Regions from separate parts of the Sus scrofa genome. Here all the other regions are linked to region 3. A link is a contact called in public Hi-C and promoter capture Hi-C data. All regions are on one chromosome and are shown on one strand. The core of a region is the stretch at or near the end of the contact, and the rest is flanking DNA. Distances in the headings are between cores, read along the strand shown.

Region 1 (3,144 bases), core at 286-2,785, 430 kb before region 3:
AAAAAACCCAGTTCTCAAATTCCATAAAGCCCAGAGCTATCCTATTCCCTATTACTCCAGGACCATAACCAAAACCAGCTACCACAACAGCTTAGAAATCATTACGCAGGATTGGAAAGTAGAATCTCAAATCTAAATATATGGTTTTACTGAGCTTGGTTGTTTCTTCGGGATTTTGCTGTTTTGGTTTTAGATTTATACTTTCCTGGACACAAAAACACATACTTGGTATGGACTGGCTTGAAGGAAAGGCTATCTAGGATTACCTGAATGAAACAGTATTAGAATTCTGCCAAAAACAAAAAAAACAAAAAACAAAAAACTGGAAGATAATCTAAAATTAGTCATTTAAAATTTCCTGATATCTTTACTATCTTGGCTTGAGTTTTTTAAAACGACTCCCTTCTAGGAAATGTGTGGTGACTGTGAGTTAAAGATCCAGCATTGTCACTGCTGTGCTTACAGCAGTGGCCGCGGGTTCCATCCCTGGCCCAGGAACTTCCTCAAGCTGCGGATGCCACCAAAAAGTAAAAAAAAAAAAACAAACAAACAAAAATATAAACGACTCCGTTCTATCCATTAATCATCTGGACCCCTGATGCTCAAACCAGACTACAGTGATCAACTGATGACTAATGGTTGGGTGGCTTGGTCAACAAGAAACTGGTGGAAAAGAGAAACATCTCATCCTGAATCCTTTAGATTCTGACTGTCCCTTCAGGGCTCGGTGAGGAAGGGGAGTCCTGGGCAGGAACGCGCTGCACCGGGGCTGGGCGCTGGGCACGTGGGCGGACACACGGTCAGAACTCACCCCTACCGACAACTCTTCACAGCTGTGCATCTCACTGGGCGTCAAGCTCCATCAAAACTGGGATATGGAGAAAATGGGCAACAAAAGGAAAATGTCGAGCAGAAGGTTGCAAAATGGGTAGTTCTTGCTCCGGAAATGCTCCCTACATGTTGTTTGTGCAACATTCCACGAAGAACGGGCCACAGAGGTGCTCAGAGGATGCTAGGAGGTTCGGCCACCTGGCACTCAGGACTGAAAGAAACGCTGGTGAAAATAATGAGGCGCGTTCATCGTGAACCCTAAGCGGAAACCCTGCAGCTCGGGCCGCGCCGGGACCCCCCGGGCACGTGGACGGCACCGCAAGCCGGCCGGGGCTGCGCGCCGCCGGGGACCGAGCTCGCGCAGGGCTGCAGCTGCCCCGGGGCGGCGCGGGGGAACCCTCGCGGGGGTGGCCGTGTCGGCCGGGCGCGGGGTCAGGGGCGGCTCCTCCCGGCCCGGCCCCGCCCGACTGACCTGTGACGCTGGCCCGGGTGACGCGCTGCACCACGGCCTTCATGGCGGCGGCTGGGGCGAGCGGGGCGGCGCCGGACGGCTTCCGGCCTCGAGACTCTCCAGGCGGCGCGGCGACAGACGCCCTCTGCGGGTGACACCAGGAAGTGCGCGGGCGGCCCTGCAGGACCCGCTAGTCGGCAGCTCGCCCACGTCGGCCACGCCCACCCACAGGTTGTTCCCGCCGGCGTCGGTCACGCCCACCTGAGCCCTAAGTATAGCCCCGCCCCCGTCATAGGCCCCACCCATTCTCGATCCTGCCCCACCCACAGCTGAGCCACGCCCCAACGCTGGGATCCAGCAACCCCCTTCCCAGTCCCCACCCCCAGCCACACTCACAGGTGCCCTGACAGCAGTTTCTGCACCTGTTTCTTCTCACATCTCGGGCCTAAGAACCAGTCGTAACTAAATCCCAGCTTTGTTGTCCAGACTCCTAATCCTAATTGTGTTTCTCTTTTCATTTTCCACCCCTCAGGCCCCAGACCCTCCCAAATTCTTTTTCCCTTGTCTTCCTGTCTCAGTGGTTCCTCAGAAGCCAGATAGAAGAGGATCTACTGCCTAAAGCAGCCATTTAAGTGTTTCCGTATTCACTTGACTTAGCCATGTCAGGACACTGCAGATACATGACTATGTTACTCTAATCCCTTCTCTAATACTGATGCTTAGTCTCTCTCACAGGATCGTTAAAAGATTTGAATAAAATATACAAGTGCTTAGAAGCTGAAAGGACTGTACAAGTATTACCCTGACAAATTAGTATCACTGATAAAAACAAGCCCCTCTCATGTGTCCCCTTACAGTGTAACAGTACTTGTGGGTGTAGAGTGATGGGGTTTGGAAACAAAATTGGGTCTGCTTGCCCATGTGTAGTAAAGCCGATCTACTGATACCAGGTTGTGGTGAGGGAACGTGCAGTGTTGACTGTAATGGCGCCCTACTAGGAGAACAGGTGTCTCATGCTCAATAACTCCAAACTCCCAGAAAGGTTTCAACCAGGTGGTGGGGAGGGGGGTCACAGGGCATGTGATCAGCTCATGCACAGTTCTCTAGCTGATGGTGAGGAAACAGGGCACCATCACAGGTAACATTATCAATCCTTGGAGTTCCCATCATGGCTCAGCGGTTAACGAACCCGACTAGCATCCATGAGGACTTGGTTTTGATCCCAGGGCCCGATCAGTGGGTTAAGGATCTGGCATTGCCATGAGCTGTGCTGTAGGCTGGCAGCTACAGCTCCAAATGGACCCCTAGCCTGGGAACCTCCATGTGCCTCGGTGTGGCCCTAAAAGACAGACACACAGACAGACACAAACACACACACAATTATCAATCCTTAGGTGCTAGTATGTCTGGAGGCTACTTGCTCAGGATGATCAAGTATTTAATTTCTTCCATTTGGTGGGGGTTTTAGCATCTGTAAAACAACTCAGAAATGTTTATCAGATACTATTATCTGGGTACTATGGGATGAGGGGAGGGCTGTCACAGGAAGGCCCCACAGGGCCCCCCCAGGTTATAAGGACTCTCTACCCCATATATGGCAACTCAGCATATTGAATATGTTTGAGTTTAAGGACTTTGAGAAAACAGCAGAAGCAGGAAAGTCACTCTGATGTCCCCTTACCCACTTGGGTCCTTGGACTGTTGAATCGGTAGGCATTGAAGCCAGGCATTCCCTTTGTGGCTCAGCAGAAACGAATGACTAGCATCCATGAGGACACAGGTTCAATCCCTTGCCTCACTCAGTAGGTTAAGGATCCGGCGTTGCTGTGGCTGTGGTGTATGCCAGCAGTTGCAGCTCCGAT
Region 2 (3,284 bases), core at 125-2,624, 380 kb after region 3:
GATTAAGTCTTTCAATGTAAGGCAATAATACAAAGTAGTATAATCTTAAATTTTAAGTCTTAAAGTGCTGATCCTCTATGTAGCTTACAGAATTAAATTAAGGAAAAATCAAAAACTGAAAAATACATTCCGGCTACGTATCCTCAAGTCATCAAGAAACCACTGAAGACTAGAAAAACTAATTTCTTTTTCTTCCACTAATGAGCCAATCTGCATAGCCATGAAAGGTGCAATTTCTTAAGAAAACCAAAACTGTTTTCCAGTGATAACATTTTTAATGCAGATACACTGGTACCAACTGCTTTCAGGCAGATAGATGCAGTAACAGTGTAATATTTCTAGCAATGTGGTAAGCCTTTGCCTGCAAATCATTGACCAAAAATGGTAACAACGTGTGCAGACTAAAGAAAATAACAAAATGTTCTACTTGTTCATCCAGTTAAGAACAGTTTTACAGCAAATTAGAGTGAGTTTGGAAGGGGAAATACGTAAATTAAGCAGTCTCCAACGCCTAGAATATACGGAACATCTGTTCACGTTTTAGTGACTCGGATGATTTAATGGACTTTAAAAAGCTTTTTCATTCACTCTTATTAGCATCACCAGCATCATGCCCACACCTTGCACGCTAAGGTTTGGCAGAGCAAAACTGTTTACGGTTTAAAGAAAATTTCTGACCGTACGTGGAGAAACCGGACAGTCAGGGGTTAAAAGAGCCACTGCCTAGCTTGACAAGTACGACGAGAGTGCTGCTGGAAGCTGACTGCCAGACGCGACAAACAAAGCGACCGCGAGGCCGCCCCCCCCACACACACACACCCCGATCCTCATCTTGCCTGGGTCAGGATCGTAGATGATCATTCCGCCCCCCAGGGTTGCTCAATCCAGCATCTCCTTAACGAGGTACAAAAACCTCACCGGTCGAAACTCGTAAGAGTCATGACCGCCTCCGCGCCCAGCTTCGACGAAACCGGCGCTAATCAGGCCCGCGCCGGACTCCGACGCCCCCACCCCGGGAGGTCAGGCCCCGGGTCGAAGTCGCTGTGGGGCGGCGGGGCGGTGGCGCGCGCTCGACCCCGGCCAGTCTACCAAGGCCCGGGCGAAAGGCACCGCCGAGGCGACGCTCACGGCGGCACCGAGCGACGCATTTGCCGGGGGGCCGCCCCGGGGCGCGGGGGCCCAGCAAGTCCGCGGGCGGTGGGAGCCCGAGACCCTGCCCCCGGGAGGCTGCAGCCCAGCCCGGATCCTTCCCCCTCCGTCCCGACCCCCGCGGCGCCACAGCCGCGTCAGCCAACGTCTCGGGCTCCCGCCTGCTCACCATGTTCGCCTCGGCGGTCGCAGAAGCGCGGGAGACCGAGCCGGCCGGAGCCGAGTCTACCGAGTGTTCACCTCACAGCAGCTGGTCCGAGGTATCGAGCCGCGAGGCGACGCGGGGCGTGAGCCTACCAGGGGGCGGGAGCGCGGGCGCGCCTCGGGCCCTAACGCGGCTGCGCACGTCACACGCTGCCCACCGTTGCTACGCAACCGGCCGGCCTAGCAACGCTCTGCCCAGGCGGCCCTTCAGACGCCTGGCCGGCGGGATCTTCTTCACCTTCTGGAGACTGAAGGACTAGGTACCCCTCATCATCTCGTGTCCGTGGGGGCGGAGGTGAGGCCCTCCTTCAACTGCAAGGGAAGAGGAGGCGGAGCTTGGACTGGCGCCTGCGGGCGAGGGTCCGGGGCGGAGCCATGTGGCACCCCGCCCACTGCACCGCCGTTGCCCTTACATGGAAGTAGCCACCTGGCCCAACAGGTGTGCGCCGCCGCTAGGGGCGGGCCTGGGAGGGCGCGGGACGGCGTGGCGTGGGGGGGAGAGGGTTGGGGGTAAAGGGTGGGCGGGGCCCGCGACGGAGAAGACCGGAGGGAGGACCCTCGGGATCCCTAGCGCGGGCGGTCTTGAAGGGCACGCGTCCCGCATTTTTTACCTACTTTGGTGCGATTCCCGCTATCCTCCCCTGATTGGCCCAGCCCGGAACGTCGGGTCCTCGGGAGAGGGGAAAAATCTGCACATTTTTCCTCCTTCCCGAGGCGACTGTGGCCGTTCAAAGTGCTCTGTGAGTCACTGCTAATTTCAGGTCTGGAAAAAAACAAGGAGTGATTTATTTATCTTTGGGTACAGCCCGGGGAAGGAGGCCCTGCAGATCGCAGGGGTGTGGCTGGGAAACGGCGGAGTTGCCTTGGGATGGTGGCGCCAGCCCCGCTGCTACGTTTGGGTTTTGTTTTTTTTTTTTTTTTTAATTTGGGATTGCGTTTTTTTAATGGGCGGTTGCATCAGAAACACAATTTTCGGAGAGCCAAAAGGAATCCCAGTGTTTTTTTCGGAGGGGGTTTTGTGGGGAATAAAGGAAACAAAGAATTTACAGTCAGGATGATTACTTTTAAGTTTTATTTAATTTAGGCTACCGAAAACATCACGGGCTCTACTAAAACTATTTTAATTCTCCCAGTGTGAGGCTTTTGGACAAGATGGTCAACATGTTTTTTGTTTTTTTCTGAGCACTGTATAAAATCTATATTGCCTGTGACTATTATTTTGGCCATTCAACGTAGAAGCTGATTTCTCATTACTCTTCTGTTTTTTGTTTGTTTTTTCTTTTTTATAAGAGAGTAGGTTATGGTGATTCTAAACCTTCACCACCTGCTTCAAGATATTCGGCAGGCTAGAGCAGTGGTTTTCAACTTGAAAGAGAACTTAAAGTCAGATAGATCTGGCTGCCCCACCCCCCAGAGTTTCTGACCGAATTTCTGAGATGAGACTACATTTCTAACAATTCCCAGGTGATGCTAATGTCACACTTTGAAAAGAAAGAACCCATCTGTATGCTGCTACAGCTGGAGCAGCCCTTTGTTTCTCTGTCTGCCTAGGACTCTATGCCAGCCTCCATGTCTAAGTCCTTGAAGGCCTCCTTTCTAGTCCAAGACTGAACTGTGCTTATTTAAGGACACAATTCTGACCTGTTGCAGCCTCTCTTCTGCATTTCTTCCTCCACCCTGCCACCAGAGTTATGTCCAAACATAAGAATCTGGAGTTCCTTAGTGGCTCCGCAGATCAAGGATTCAGCATTGTCACTATTGTGTCATGGGTTCTATCCCTGGCCCAGGAACTTCTGCATGCTGTAGGCATGGCGAAAACATAAGAATCTGATCCTGTTGCTTTGCTGCTTAAAATTTTCTCTGGCTTCCTCCAGAATTCTCAGCAGGTCAGTCTGGCTCTTCTGCCTCTGTCCTCTGCCTACCTTCTCTGT
Region 3 (2,903 bases), core at 295-2,794:
ATCTTACTGAGGTTTACAGGAACATTTTGACTGGGTCTACAAGGACAGTAGCAAGAGCAAAGGATTCCTGCACCAAGAAGTTGGCAACAACCAGCCACATTCCCCTCCTTTTATTTATTTATTTATTTTGGTCTTTTTGCCATTTCTTGGGCAGCTCCTGTGGCATATGGAGGTTCCCAGGCTTGGGGTCGAATTGGAGCTGTAGTTGCCAGCCTAGCCAGAGCCATACCAACACACGATCTGAGCTGTGTCTGTGACCTACACCACAGCTCACGCCAACGCCGGAACCTCAACCCACTGAGCAAGGCCAGGGATTGAACCTGCAACCTCATGGTTCCTAGTCGGATTCGTTAACCACTGAGCCATGATGGGAATTCCCCCCTCCTTTTAGTATAAAGGAAGCCTGAATACTAACTGATAAGATGGTTCTTTGGGACACTCCTCCACCATCTTCTCTGAGTGCCTGCTCTCCAATAAAGTCGCTATTCCTTGCCCCAACAACCCTTCTGTCGATTTATAGCCTATGCTGCAGCCAAGGTTGGTAATATTCAGACAAAACTACTTTTAAAGGACCAGCAGTTATTGAGAACTAGAAGACAGTTTGGGGCAAGATGTCTCCAATATTCAATACGGAGAAGTACTACGCCTAGGAAGGGAGGCGTGTGTAAAGAAAAACCAGGACCGGAGTTCCCGTTGTGGCGCGGTGGTTAATGAATCCGACTAGAGAACCATGACGTTGTGGGTTCGATCCCTGGCCTCGCTCAGTGTGTTAAGGATCCGGTGTTGTCGTGAGCTGTGGTCGCAGACACGGCTCGGATCCTGCGTTGCTGTGGCTGCAGCTTAGGCCAGCGGCTACAGCTCTGACTCCTAGCCTGGGAACCTTCATGTGCCGTGGGTGCGGCCCTAGAAAGGACAAAAAAAAAAAAAGAAAAAGAAATACCAGGATCTAGAGGAGGCATGCCAGTCATAGTTAAGTTTACCACTAATTCCCAAATGTTAGATTCTTGGCTAATTAATTCTGTGTGATTTCTCATTCAGCCCCTAACACTCAGTGGGCACTACTGAGATCAGTCTTAAGGAGCTCCTGAGCTGGAGGGCGGCAGTCCCCAGGGCCCACTAACCCATACTCCCCCAAGGAGGCCTCCCGCTCTGATAGCGGCGGAACCATAGTGGGGGAGATGTCGCCTGCGGCCCCTCGAATGGGAGTCAGGATGAGGGAAGAGGCAGCTTAAACAGAAGCCCAGCCCATGGCAGGGGTAGGTACCTCAAGGCCACCACGCTTTGGTAACTCCCAGGGTGTGAACAACCCTCTGGCGCGTACTTTTCATCCGTCCCGCGCCTCCGTCCCCAACTAGGCCCCGCCCCACAAACCGCAGTCCCAGCATGCAGTGCGGAGCTCACGTCCCGCCCCTAGTCCCTCGTTCTTCTCCATTGACAATTAAGGAACCATGGGGAGAACCGCCCCGCTGGCCGAAGCGCGGGCGCCTCCGAATCGCGCCTTTTCTCTCTCACGAGATTTTGCTTACGTCAGAGGTCGTCGCCATCTTGGACTCTGGCTGAGTAATAAATTTCCCCCGCACGAGCGCACGGTCTTTCGCGAGAGGCGCCTCACTTGGCAGGTGTTAAGGGCTCCGCGTTTCCGTCGCGGCCCTACGGTCGGCGGTTTCCGCGTGGCCCGGAGCGAGGGTAGGCCCCGAGTAACTTCTTTGCCCGGCTCCAAGATGGACGGCAGAGGGGACGGGGGAGGCCTCTCAGGGGGAGCACGTGGGGCGCCGCTCGCCTTTCCTGGGGCTGCTGGGATGGTGGCGGAGTCCCGAGGCCTCCCGCCGCCGTCGGGCAGGGAGGCTGGCGGAGGCGGGGCCGCGGCCGCCCCTGAGAGGCTCCCCGGCGGCGGCGGCGGCCCAGCCTCTTCTTTCCTCGCACAGCCAGGCGGCCCCGCTCGAGGCCCGCGTCGCCATGGCCGCGGTTCCCGAGTTGCTGCAGCAGCAGGAGGAGGATCGCAGCAAGGTGAGGCCCTGCCCACCCTCAGGCTCCAGCTTGGGAGGCCCCGGTGATCTCCCGGACCCCACACTCCTTCCCCCGGCCGCGGATTACTCCTTGGGGCCCCAGGGCTGTCCTCCCTCTGGGCTCCCTGGGGCGCTCCTTGGAGACCCGGGAGCGCGTGCTTGACGTGGAAAAGTTCCTGGAACTTCCCTTGGCTCGGTGGAGACCGGCTTGTGAACGTGAAATCCGCTGTTGCGACAAATGACAGCTTGATTTTTTTTGTTGTTGTTGCCTCCGATCCGCGTCCCATTCCCTCGAGAAAACTTTTTGGCTCAGATACTGGGGAAATTTTATCGAGTCAAATATGCAGCGTATTCGTTACAATTAACCGCTAAATGCGTCACTGTGGAGGTTCTGTCATTTTTAGTAGGTGCTCGAATAGTTGAAGACTTATTATGTAAATTACCCCCAGGCTCTTAGATCTTTAGGTCTGAAAGGTAACTGATGCAATAAATTCATGTTACTTTAGCTAGTAAAAGGTTTACGGGCAAGCTTCCGCCTTTATTGGTCCTTTACCCGTTTTGAAATTTATAGAGATTGGTATGAGCAGCAACGTTTTGTGCAAAATCGTCAACAGAAGTTAATCTGACAGAAAATGAAATTTATTCTAAAAATTGGAGGCACTCTCGAATTTAAGAAACCTGGAAGGATCTCTTTAGCAATCTAAGGCACATTTGATCCATAGCTCTTGGAGAAACTTTAGTTTGTGCCAAAGCTCAGATACAGCTGCTGAGTTATTCCAGTAAGGGTGTCATTGCTGTATTAGTTACCGAAATGAAATTGGGATCTTGGGGTATTTTTCTTTTAAAGTTGAAAGAAGTAACCCCCTCCCAAAGCCGGAAGTGGGGACTTGAGAACGA

Evidence for each region. Promoter capture Hi-C pulls out the DNA fragments that hold promoters and counts their contacts. A called contact is a pair of places that touch in the nucleus more often than the background predicts.
Region 1: a Hi-C map of liver shows a contact between it and region 3, with 6 times the contacts expected there. The contact joins the promoter of DTD1 here to the promoter of MGME1 in region 3. A contact is called at or near these places in 2 of 47 Hi-C or Micro-C datasets (heart right ventricle and liver) and 1 of 2 datasets of contacts at active chromatin or transcription factors (alveolar macrophages).
Region 2: a contact with region 3 is called in a promoter capture Hi-C map of liver, with 6 times the contacts expected there. The contact joins the promoter of DSTN here to the promoter of MGME1 in region 3. A contact is called at or near these places in 3 of 5 promoter capture datasets (fetal liver, fetal skeletal muscle and liver), 1 of 47 Hi-C or Micro-C datasets (heart right ventricle) and 2 of 2 datasets of contacts at active chromatin or transcription factors (alveolar macrophages and skeletal muscle).

The regions. Positions count from the first base shown.
Region 1 is chr17:26,809,530-26,812,673 of Sscrofa11.1, reverse strand. It overlaps DTD1 (D-tyrosyl-tRNA(Tyr) deacylase 1), which reads right to left and starts at 1,535. Exons shown (of 6, transcript XM_003134277.6): 1 at 1,304-1,535. The coding sequence starts at 1,346.
Region 2 is chr17:25,996,920-26,000,203 of Sscrofa11.1, reverse strand. It overlaps DSTN (destrin, actin depolymerizing factor), which reads right to left and starts at 1,374. Exons shown (of 4, transcript NM_001004031.1): 1 at 1,319-1,374. The coding sequence starts at 1,321.
Region 3 is chr17:26,380,202-26,383,104 of Sscrofa11.1, reverse strand. It overlaps MGME1 (mitochondrial genome maintenance exonuclease 1), which reads right to left and starts at 1,544. Exons shown (of 5, transcript XM_021078251.1): 1 at 1,527-1,544. The coding sequence starts at 1,544. It overlaps SNX5 (sorting nexin-5), which reads left to right and starts at 1,428. Exons shown (of 14, transcript XM_021078329.1): 1 at 1,428-1,686; 2 at 1,926-2,007. The coding sequence starts at 1,957.